Regions from separate parts of the Hordeum vulgare genome. Here region 1 is linked to region 2. Evidence: chromatin contacts called from public Hi-C data. All regions are on one chromosome and are shown on one strand. The core of a region is the stretch at or near the end of the contact, and the rest is flanking DNA. Distances in the headings are between cores, read along the strand shown. Region 1 has its middle 36 kb from the start of LOC123430593. Region 2 has its middle 63 kb from the start of LOC123428666.

What was found. Hi-C and Micro-C count contacts between places; a contact is called where the count stands out from the background.
Region 1: a contact with region 2 is called in a Hi-C map of leaf, with 5 times the contacts expected there. The contact joins two enhancer-like sites. A contact is called at or near these places in 2 of 6 Hi-C or Micro-C datasets (leaf and seedling).

What each region holds. Positions count from the first base shown.
Region 1 is chr2H:572,109,067-572,114,794 of MorexV3_pseudomolecules_assembly, forward strand. No RefSeq gene overlaps it. Among protein-coding and RNA genes, the nearest start is that of LOC123430593, 36 kb to the left of the region's middle. Within about 2 kb of position 3,810, at least 3 of the 3 cell types and tissues checked have open chromatin away from gene starts, as enhancers often do. A contact at or near this core is called in leaf and seedling, where this site is marked.
Region 2 is chr2H:571,361,200-571,366,866 of MorexV3_pseudomolecules_assembly, forward strand. No RefSeq gene overlaps it. Among protein-coding and RNA genes, the nearest start is that of LOC123428666, 63 kb to the left of the region's middle. Within about 2 kb of position 4,297, at least 3 of the 3 cell types and tissues checked have open chromatin away from gene starts, as enhancers often do. A contact at or near this core is called in leaf and seedling, where this site is marked.

The DNA of each region.
Region 1 (5,728 bases), core at 2,560-5,059, 750 kb after region 2:
TGCTGTCTGATGGGACCAATGGTAGTATCGTTCTCCGAGGCGATAGAACCGATCAGGCCTTTGTAACACTGTCGAGTGGGAACTATCGGTAGTATCGCTCTCTGAGGCGGCAGTACCGCTTATGCAAAATCCTAGTAACTTTTGGATTTAGATATTTGCTATAAATAGATGATCTTCTTCCTAATAAGTTGAAAAACCTCTTTACTCTCTCTTTCTCCTCCATTTTTTGCCCACCATTTTATCTTGTCCAGTCTTCCTTCATAGACACTCAAACTTATTGAAGATGGTCTAGATCTACACTTTCATCAAAGGAAATATTTCTCGTATATTATAAAAAATATCATTTGTACAAAAATGTCAATATATAAAATATACCTTCTTAAAAATATAAATTATTAATAATGTCCATATAAGTAGAACACATATTTCATTGTGTAGTTTAAAAATATTCATTTGTACAACAAAGTGTATTTATTTACTTGTTTACTTAAAATATATAAAAAGGAAAATATAAAAGGAAAAACCTGCTACAAGAGAAAGAATTTGGAGAAAACAAGAAGCCTGGAAAGAAACTAGTAAAGAGAAAGAAAAGGAACAATCGTACACCTAGCGACCCCACATGTGTGTTTGCTTGCATATTCCTCGCTTTAAGGGTGAAATAGGATTTACCAATTACTCATGTTTTAGGCACCGTAGGTACGTTTTATTGATCAGATAAAATGTTTACATGGATAGAAAAAGTGTCATAGGGTACTTCAAGCCACACATGGCCTCCCAGACTCAAAATACTGGAAACTTAGCTATACTATGAGCTTTGTAATCCGCTCATCAGTAAAGAGACATTCTGAAAAGGATTGAGAACGCTGAACAATCTCTTTTGTGATGATCGCATGATATCCCATGGAACCATTGGTGATGTCATCCATTCTGAAAAGGATTAAAAATGTTGTACAATCTCCTTTGTGATGACCGCATGGTATCCCATGAGACCATTGGTGATGTGATCCATTCTGAATAGAATTGAAAACGTTGAACAATCTCCTTTTGTGATGAACGGATGATATGCCATGGATCCATTGGTGAGTAAAGAGACATTTTGAAAAGGGTTCGGCACGCTGAACAATCTCCTTTGTGATGCTCGCATGATATCCCACGGACCCATTAGTGATGTCATCTATTATCGTTTTGCAATCGGGGATGAACCTAAACTTTCTAGTCCGCGAAATCATTAGCCGATCTAAAGCATCGAAGCTCCCACATAGAGGTCATCTGAATATCTGCAAATCGTTGCAGATGCTACACTCCCCCTCTCCTAAAAAGGGTTGCGCTAGTGTTAATCTTTGCAAAACCATCTCGAGACTCCACCCATTTCTTTGCACTGAAACCCTAACCAGATTTTAGGGATTTTGAGTTTTCTCAGTACACTTAATTTCTTCCAAGGACTTCGTGTTAAATCCTTGTGTGGAGAAAGGGCTTTGAAAAATATCCTCACAAGCACGACCTAGGATTTATCGATTTTGAATCCTCCTCCGATGAATGCATCATGCATGATGGGCTCAAGGGCCATGTAGCCACTCCCTTTTCTCGCCAAAATACCCGGGAACAGATATGGAATTCCCTATCGAGGCATTTTGCATCACAATGTTGTACATTCACACACGGGGCACTCGATAAGCCGAGCGACTGGGTCATCCAATTTGAGTTGTACGCACAACTTTTCATGGTCCAGTTTTGGAAACCTTCTAGCAGGTTCCTTTGTGTTGGACAGCTTCTATAAAGTTCTATCGAAGTTTTTTTGTTTCTTTCTTTTCTAAATAATTTTTTTTGTTTTTATTTTTCTAGTTTTTTGTTTCTTTTCAAAAAATTATTAATTTCAAAAATATTGGACTTACAAAAAAAGTCCAGAATTTTCTAAAATGTTTCGTATTTTCCCAAAAATAATATAAATAATAATATATTTTTTGCATTATTCAATTTTCTTTTTTTCATTACCGTAATAAGTTCAAAAATTCAAAAAAATCCTTTTTTTAATATGTGCATTTTTTAGTATTGTTCTAAGTTTCCAAAATTATTCTAGTTTTCAAATTTTGTTAAAAAAATTAAATAATAGTTGTACTCTAAACAAATGTCTGCTTTTTTCAAAAAATGCTCACAGTTTTAGAAAATACTACTCACCCCTTTCCAAAATAAGTGACTCAAAAGTGACTCAACAGGTGCTCACAGTTGAGTCACTTATTTTGGAACGGAGGGAGTACTATTTAATTTTTTTTTCAGAAATTCAAATATGTTCTTGTTTCAAAATTGGTTCGATTATTTTTTGAAAAATGTTGACATTAGAAATAAATGTTTCTAGTTTAAACATAATAGTCTAAATTCCAAACATTGTTCAAGAATTGTGAAGTTTTTGCTTTCCAAAACAACAATGACAGATCACTATAGTGTGTCAGGGTCCGCTTTGTTGGGTCAGCTCTTGGTCTCCCGCTCGCTTCCTCATTGGCCCGGCCCTATCTAACTCACCCTATGCGAAGGGGTGGTTCTCTGGTGCTTGTTGGGTCAGCTCTTGGTCTCCCGCTCGCCTCCTCATTGGCCCGCCCCTATCTAACTCACCCTATACCTGGCCATATCTCGGGGCAGGCCGGTCCTAAGAAAACGTGCTACAAAACCCAAGCCCAAGCCTGCCCCCGCCCGATCGTCAGACCTATTTTTTGAGTCCAGGCTTGGCCCGAGCCTGAAGAAGTCCGCCCCTGCCCCGACAGGTTCGACCCAACGTAGGCGTAAAATCAAGTTTTCACGGGCCCGGGCCCGACCGGCAGGCTTGATTATCAGGCCCGAGCCCGACCCGTGGGCAAGGTCGGGCCGAGCTGGGTCGAGCTTTTTGGGCCGGGTCAGGCCGGGCCGACCGGACCGGGCTGCCCATGGCCAGATATAACTCACCTTATGCGAAGGGTGGTTCTGTGGTGCGGCAAGTTCTATTGGCATTTCCTATTTACGCAGCGCCTGTTTGTGTGCATTTTCACAAACTGGCGCGTGCAGCGCCTCTTGCTGGGCCAAGCCGTTAATTTTTAATTTACATCCGCAAAAAACAACAGCACTTCCTAGGAATCGAACTTGCGACCTTCCTCATCGAGTTTCGTTTGTAATCCCACCTGGCAACGGAGTTGGAGCTGCTTTGATTCAAACTTTTACTTCTTTTATTTGTTTCTTTTTGTTGTCCTTTTTTTCATTTTTGTTTACTGTTTTTCTTTGTTCTTTTTTCTCTATCCTTTTCTACTTTTTTTTAAATTCTGATTTCTTCAAATAGCAAATTCTTTTCTAAATCCACGAACATAATTTTTTGAAAGTCGTGGACTTTTTTCGAATTGATGAACCTTTTTCAAAATAGAGGAACTTATTCTTCAAACTTGATGACCTTTTTAGAATTTTTTGAAATCTTTCTCAAAATCAATGAACTTTTGTCAAATTTGATGATTCTTTTTTTCAAAATCAATGAATTTTTTTTTAAAATCGACGAACTTTTTTCAAATCAATGAACTTTTTTAAAAATCGATGAACTTTTTTTCAAATCCGATGAAGTTTTTCAAATTTATGATCTTTTTTTATATTTGTGAAAGAATTATCAAAATTGATGAACTTTTTCTTGGAACTTTAGTAAATCTATGAACATTTTTTCATGAAAATATTCAAAGTTGAAAAAAAGAACCGAAATCCAGTCTTTTTCATGAACGAGCAACATAGAATAACCAGAGAAATAAACCCAACGAGGCGAGTGAGTTGTTTCTTTCCGTGATCGAGCGAACCGACCAGAACGATGTGTTGAATGGGTCGCGGCCCAGTGCCGATCGCTGTAGTCGCCCATCTCTAAACGGGCGCCTACAAGATCGAATAGGAGCTCTCAATTCTATTTGCCGCCGGTGGCCGGGACCTCCTATTCGGCGCTTTCAGCGCCAGTTAGGGAAAAAATGGGCCGACCCATGCAAAAAATGCATTGCTCAATAAAAATATGAAAAAAGTTCACATAATTTCAAAAAGTTCAGATTTGTAAAAAAAATCAATTATTATGGAAAAGTTCAGGGATTTTTGAAAAATATGTACATGGATTTTCAAAAATTTCACAGAATTCGAAGAAAAAAAATCATCGATTTTGAAAAAAGTTCATCAGTTTTTAAAAACAGTTCATTGATTTGGAAAAAGTTCATCAAAGTTTAAAAATAGTTCACAGATTTTGAAAAAAGTTCATGAAATTTAAATTATGTTCCTCGATTTTAAAAAATGTTCATGAATTTCCAAAAAAAACCATCGATTTTTAAAAAGTTGACTGATTTAAAAAAAATCACGGGCTAAAACAGTTCACGGGCTAAAAACAAGTTAATGAAAGTTCCCTACATGGGCGGGTCCATTGTGGAGCGCTGTAGGCGTCGGTTAGCAAATTTTGCCTTTAACCAACGCCGGTGGCCCAAAATAGGTTTTTCCCCAGTGGCCGGCAAACAGGAATGGTTTCGATCGCAGCGCCAATAGATGGGCCTGTCCAGTTCGCGGCAAGGCGTGTTGCGTGTTTGCTGCTTCTTACATTTCATTCATTTTTTATTGTTCTCTATTTTGTTTTTCCTTTGCTGGTGCTTTTATGTTTTTCTGTTTTTTGCTTTGCTTTCGTATTTTCTTTCGTTAATACATGGGAAAATTGATTTTAATACACGGTGATTTTTTAAATACTTAGTTTTCTTTAGATTTTCAAAAGATGTTTGAAATTCCAAATTTGTTCATGATTTTTTAAATAATTCATGTCTTTAAAATTGGTCTGAAGTTTAAAAAAAATTAAGTTTTTTTTGAAAACTTTTGGTCATGGTATTAATTTTTTTCAAGCTTATTATTTATCCTCACAATTCAAAAACACTGTTCAGATTTTGATTTTTTTGAAATGTGAAAATATTTCATTTAAAAAAATTGTTGGTGTTTTCAAAATTTGTTCATAATTCATAATTTATTTTCGGAATTCATAATATGTTCATATTTTACCAAAAAAAATGTTAACGTTTTAAAAGTTTGACATATTTTAAAAATGTGGTCAACAATTAAGAAAATATCCAGAATTTGAAATTTAATCGCAATTACAAAAAATGTTCACATTTTAAGCCAACATTTTTCACGTTTTCAAAATTTTATTCAGTTTTGAGACCAGAAAAATATATATTTGGTTTTAAGCAAACATTTTTCATGTTTTCAAAAAATTTCATGGTTGTGCCTATCAGAAACGAAACAAAATATTTTTTGTTTTTTTTCTTTCGCGAGAGTCATGGTTTTCCTTCCGTGAGAGACACTAATTTGCTTTCAGGAGAGACACGGTTGTGTCACTCGAGAAGGAAAAAACATTTTCTCTTTTTTTCACGAGAGGCGCAGTTTTGCTTTCACCAAAGGCACGAATTTGCTTCCGCGAGAGGCACAAATTTGATTTCGGAGAGGCACGAGTGTGCATGTGAAAAACGAAAAAACGTGTTTTATATTTTGTTTCTTTCGCGAGGCATGAGAGGCATGGTTTTGCTTGCGCGTGAGGCAAGGTCATGCGTCTCGGAGACAAAAAACACATTTTTTGTGAGAGGCACTGTTTTTTCGTGTGGTTTTTTTCCTTGGTGTTTTTTTGTTCAAAAAAAAGTCCATGAAAATTTATCAACATGGCATCTAGTTTTGAATATTTCAACGCGAGGAATCCAACGATCAAAATGGTTTGAAACTT
Region 2 (5,667 bases), core at 3,047-5,546:
TATTTATAATGTTTCAAATATGAAAGAATAAAAATAAAACAAATGACAAAAAAAATTGGATGTATGTGTACCTGTGTGATTATGGCCACCACATTTAGGGCATCCTTGTGGCCTCGCATGCTTGTGTCTCTTTGTGGGCGAGAGAGAACTGTTCCCCTTCTTTATCGTGCATTAATTCAAAAAATAGCAGAACCCAATTCAGGAGCGGCTAGCAACGAAGATTTATATCGGCCTTGATGGGCTAAGGCGTGGTACTTCCTCTGGACTAATTCTCACACTTTCTCAAAGAATGTGTTTGTTTTTCAAATGCCCTAGCCAACCTATCTTATAGCCAGACCATGTCCCATGCAAAATGGCCCAAACAACATGGGCTATCTCGCTGAATTACTACTCGACCAAAATTCAGTGTGACAAAAGGAGGATGGTTGTTCTTTAAGAGTGATTTTAAAATCGTTTGATATCCTAATTACGAGGACAGTAGGCCTGAAGAAGCGATGCATGTATCGGGCATAAACAACTGAACTGAAAGTCTTACGAGACTCCACTCGCGGAGATGATGTCTAGGGTTACAACTCCTCGTGTGGTAACTTTCTCATGAGAGTCTTGATCCCTCCTACCCCTTTCCTGATATTAGAACTTGCATCGATTTAGGGGATACCTGGCCTGGGTTCTCGAGTAGGACGATGGGTTAGGGTTTTTTCGTGAGAGCTACTACAACGAGTTTGAGGCGATGGCAGACTCAGACTCTCAATCTTCTATAAATAGAGCTACTCAGGGGAAGTTAGCGGGAGTAGAGAAGGTGATCAAGATGCTAAACATCCATGAGGTGACGAAATATGATGTCATTTTAAAGAATAATTTCCAAATGATGTCGAGGAGGAAGAGTTCATGGTTATTGCTAGGGTTCATATAGATAAGCCCTTTAGCTAAGAGGGCTTCTATGATTTCATGAGATGACTTCGAGTCTAGCGTAGGGAGTGACTTTCATTGCTCTTGATTAGAACTTATTTGTTTCGACTATGAATTATCTGATAGATTGGAAGAGGGTAATGAAGGAAGGTGCATGGATCTTGAGTGATCATGGTGTGCTCATGGAAAGGTATGATGGGTACACAAAGATTGATGAGGTGGTGCTCGATATGCTAATTGCCTGGATCTAGATTGTTGATCTACCTCCTTTGTATAGAAAGGACATGTTATTAGACCCTAGCCAAGAACGTTGGCAAAGTGTAGAATGTGTTGCTTACTCCTATTGGGACATGGGAGGATTATCAGGTTTCGCGTTCAACTAGACGTAAACAAACCTTTGATGTGATTTGGGTCTATCAAAACAGCCAAGAAAAGGGTTTACCAATTAGTCCTATATGAGAAGATGCCGGTGTTATGCTATGTTTGCAGTTATATGGGGCATACTCACTTGGAGCGTGGTATCGGAAAGCCCAACCCCGTTAGTATCACATCTTTTGCTTGTGGATGACTCCCTCATTCTTATGAGAGGACATGGTTGTCGCCAATTATGGGAGTGAACATATCAGACTACTTCTAACAACTCATGAAAAGAGTCCTGAGTAGGATGAGATGTTGGAAAAAATACCTTCCTTTGGGGTGGGGAGAGAAATCTTGATCAAAGTTGTTTTGTAGGCTATCCTTTCATATGTGTAATGTTAGTTCTCAAGCCAGTGCAATCCTATCACCACAGATGATGACCAAAGAACCACATGCACTGGTTGTTTGGTGGAAGATGTGTATCGTGAAAAAGATAAGAGGAGCTTTTAGAGATTTACATTGTTTCAACTTGGCCCTCCTAACGCGAGAGCCCGAGTCTTTGTGTGCAAGGATGTTGAGAGTAAAATATTTTCCTGATGGGGATTTCCTAAATTACAACGTGAAGGAAGGTAGTTCATTCACGTGGAAGAGCTTATGGAAGGTGATCCAAACCTTCAAAAAATGGTGCATATGGAGAGTTGGTGATGGAAGACAAATTAACATATGGGACAACCCATGGACTCCCGGTAGCCCGACCATGAAAGTAGTGACGAGAAGAGGCAATATTGTGCTCATTAAGTTTATGAACTGGTAAATGTTGATGCAAGAGAATGTGATGAACAACTCATAAAGGGTGTCTTTTGGCTCATCGATGCAGAACATATACTTAATATCTCTCTTGCTTTGGGGATGATGGATGATTGTGTATCATGGCGCTTCAGTAGGAAAGGATTTTTTCAGTCAAAATGGTGTATCACTTAGAGTGGAATTACCAGTATGCACAAAAGTTGAGCCGGAAAAACTCCGATGAAGCCTCAAGTACTAGTCCCATTTGGTTGACCCTATGGAAACTACGTGTACCAACAAAAATTAAAATTCAGTGTGGAAATCGTTGCGTGGTGCTTTACCTTGCCATGGAGTCTTGATCAACCGTCATATGCAGTGGCACAACTAGGATTTGAAACCAGGGTGGTTCTATTTTTTTCGACAATCATACTAGAATTCTCAATTAAGTCTTGGTTTGCCATGAAAGGGGAATAGATACTACTATAGACTATAGTAGATACCCTCGAAAGTTAAAGATCAGCATGTTTCAATAATTCCGCAATAAGAGTTTAGTTTCTACTAGTGCGTTGCAACGGAAGAAAAAAATACCACACGCTTTTAATCTTTTTATAATTATTTTGATTTATTAAAATAATAAGCTAACTAACTAATGTAGTCAGTCCTATCCTATTTTGTTGAGAAATCAACCCGTCCATTGTTAATTCCACCATGATGAGAAATTGAGCGGGACAAGCAAAGCAAAACAAAGAGGCTACGTGAATTGATCAATGGACTGTTATCTTATTTCACTCATGAGGTAGAGAATGTGGGATCAGATGACAAACTGAAGGTGGTGTTCCATTCTCTTTCTCTACAACAATGCAATCTTACATTCAATACATTCATTCATCAGCAAACAAATTCCCACAAAACAAAATTTCTTGCCGGTGCTTGGCACACGGTTGGAGGCATGGGGAGTGGATCTCACCAGATGATGAGTTCCTGTCAGAGGAGGGGATACGATGAGGGGAGAAAGGGTTAGGCGCCTCTATCTGGCCATAAGGAGTCGCCGTTGCCGCGCCATAACCTCGGAGTTCCCCGTGTGAGCCATGGAGGCCCGCCTCCACCTGCAAGTACTTCGCTCCACCGCGCCTTATCCGCGCGCCGCCGCTGTTCTGCATCGAGCAGACGCATCATCCCAAGTCATTGTAGCTGTCGCGTTGATTTGATCCAGAAGCTGTGCTCGAGCGCCGAAACGAGGGCAGCAAGCGGGCAGAGGTACGACCGCGGAGGCGGGTGGGTTGAGATCGACAACAGTGGTGGTTGAGGTCGGCCGCGGCGGCGAGTGGTGTGGCAGCGGCCTGGGCACAGGCCAGGGTGGACCAGGGTCGACGCGATGCGCTCGAGCGCCGCAATGGGGACAGTGAGCGGGGAGAGGTACATCCGCGGAGGCGGGTGGGTTGAGATCGGCAGCGGTGGCGGTTGAGGTCGGCCGCGGCGGCGAGTGGTGTGGCGGCGGCCTGGGCACAGGCCAGGGTGGCCCAGGGTCGACGGGAGGAGGTGATGCGTACGGGTATAATTTTTACAGCGAATCGTTTTTTCCTTTTGCGTTGCAGATAAATGATGGAGCGCGGGTTGAATAACAAAAATTACAGTTTTTTTATTTATAAAAATACCGTGGTGGGTTTTTCGACGGAAGCAATAGCCGCTTTATTATTAGGTATTAGGTATATATCTATCACAATGACACAACTGAATATAAATGATCTGAAAATTATGTGTGTGTTCGTCGCTCATGTAGACCACAGTACACAAGAAGTAAATAGTAAACCCTAAATTGAAAAATGGGGAATGGTCAATTGGCGAGCTGCCGGAGATGGTACCGCAAATCAGGCAAGGCCGAGCGTCGAAATGTAGACTGGGCGGCTGCCGCTGTTTTGTAGGGGCGCCAGGCGGCATGGGCTAGGCTAGGGCAGGGTCAGGTCGCAGGCACATAGGGTTGCTGCTGGCGCCGAGTGTCGGGCAGGACGCAGTCGCGACGGAGAGGAAGGAGTGGAAGAGCCTCCAGAGTGGTTGGGCATCCATCGTGTGGCGAGGGCAACGAGGTAGGCGAAAACCGAGCGCCCGATGGTTGGGTGTTGAGGATTGTAAGATATCGTTGCTTCTCGCTGTGTCCCGCGTGTGGTGTGCAGGTTATGTGGCGCGTGTGTTGTTTGTTGGGTTAGAGATGTTGTTGGGCCCTTTTTATTTCTCTGGCCCATCTATAATTGTGTATGGTATATAGGCTGGTTCAAAATCCAAGGGTGACCGTGGCCCATCCTGGACACTCTGTAGCTCCGCCCCTGGTCATATATGATCACAAGTTCTGAATTCCCTTTATGTAGCGCCGACTGTGAAAGTATAAGCACGCCTTCTTGTTATACCCTAGTGTGGGTGAGATTTGGCTCATCCTTTGACTGGGACATATGGTGAATGATCTATGCTTGCAGGAAGGGGATGGAGAAGTTTTTGTCCGTGAATTTATTTTGACTCATCACGGAGATATGCTACTGATGGCAGATGTGAACTGTATTTTTTTTTTGAAACAAAGGTAAATGTTTTGCCTCATCAATTAATTAAGAAGAACAGTGAACCGTAACGATCTGATAGCTAGGGCCATGTGGTATGTTTTGTGGACGGCAGCGTGTCACACATGGAGAAATTCTTGCTAAAGTAGCAAGATTGGCAGAGGCTATCTTCACTTTAGAAAAGATTTTTTCAAGGGCAAGAAAGAAAGGTAGCAACCGGGCACTATGGATGAAGAACACCCAAAGGAATGCTTCATAAAACTGAGTGGGGATGCAACGTTTGACTCGGACAAGGGCTCAAGAGGCATTGCTGGAATTATACATGTTTCGGGGAGAGCGAGTTTGTGTGCTCGGACACCATGGTGCCTTTTTTTTAAAACAATCAAAAAACATAATTGAAAGTTTCAAAAAATACTGAAAATAATTCTGTGTAAACTTGTATGTATTCACTACTGATCCATAAAATTTTGTTCCCAAAAAAAAAAAGTAATTTGTAAGCTGTATAAAAAACAATTTTCCGGCCCAAAAAAATCTGGCCCATTTGAAAAATCATATTTGTCTTTTTTTGTACGCCACGTATGAATGTAAAATGAAATGATTTTTTACACATGTGTAGTATTTATGCGTGTGTGTGTTTGTAAAAAAAATTCAGTAAAAAATGTTTTTCTAAAACGGGCATCATGGTACCCATTTCGGGTGGCTTCTTCCTAGCGGCGGCCTATAGCAACATCCCATTGGTTGAGGATGTTGCGACGGCGTAGGCGCGAGGACACATAGATGGCCTCATCTTGACAGGTGATATGTGCTGTAACAATTTGATAATTAAAGCAGACTGTATAGAGGTCATTGAAGTGATGATGACAAATGTGGCCATTCCTTGGGCGGCGATTTTGAAAGAATGTACGTTCTTATGTCGTAGTCTGAATTCGGTTAGTTCCCGTTAGGGCCCTAGGGAGGTCAATATGACGGCGGATGTTTCAGCTAGCAAATCAGAGGACTCTCGAGCTATGGTTTGGCAGATGGAGCCTCCAGATCTCTTGATGGATCTACTAGCAAATGATGTAACTTT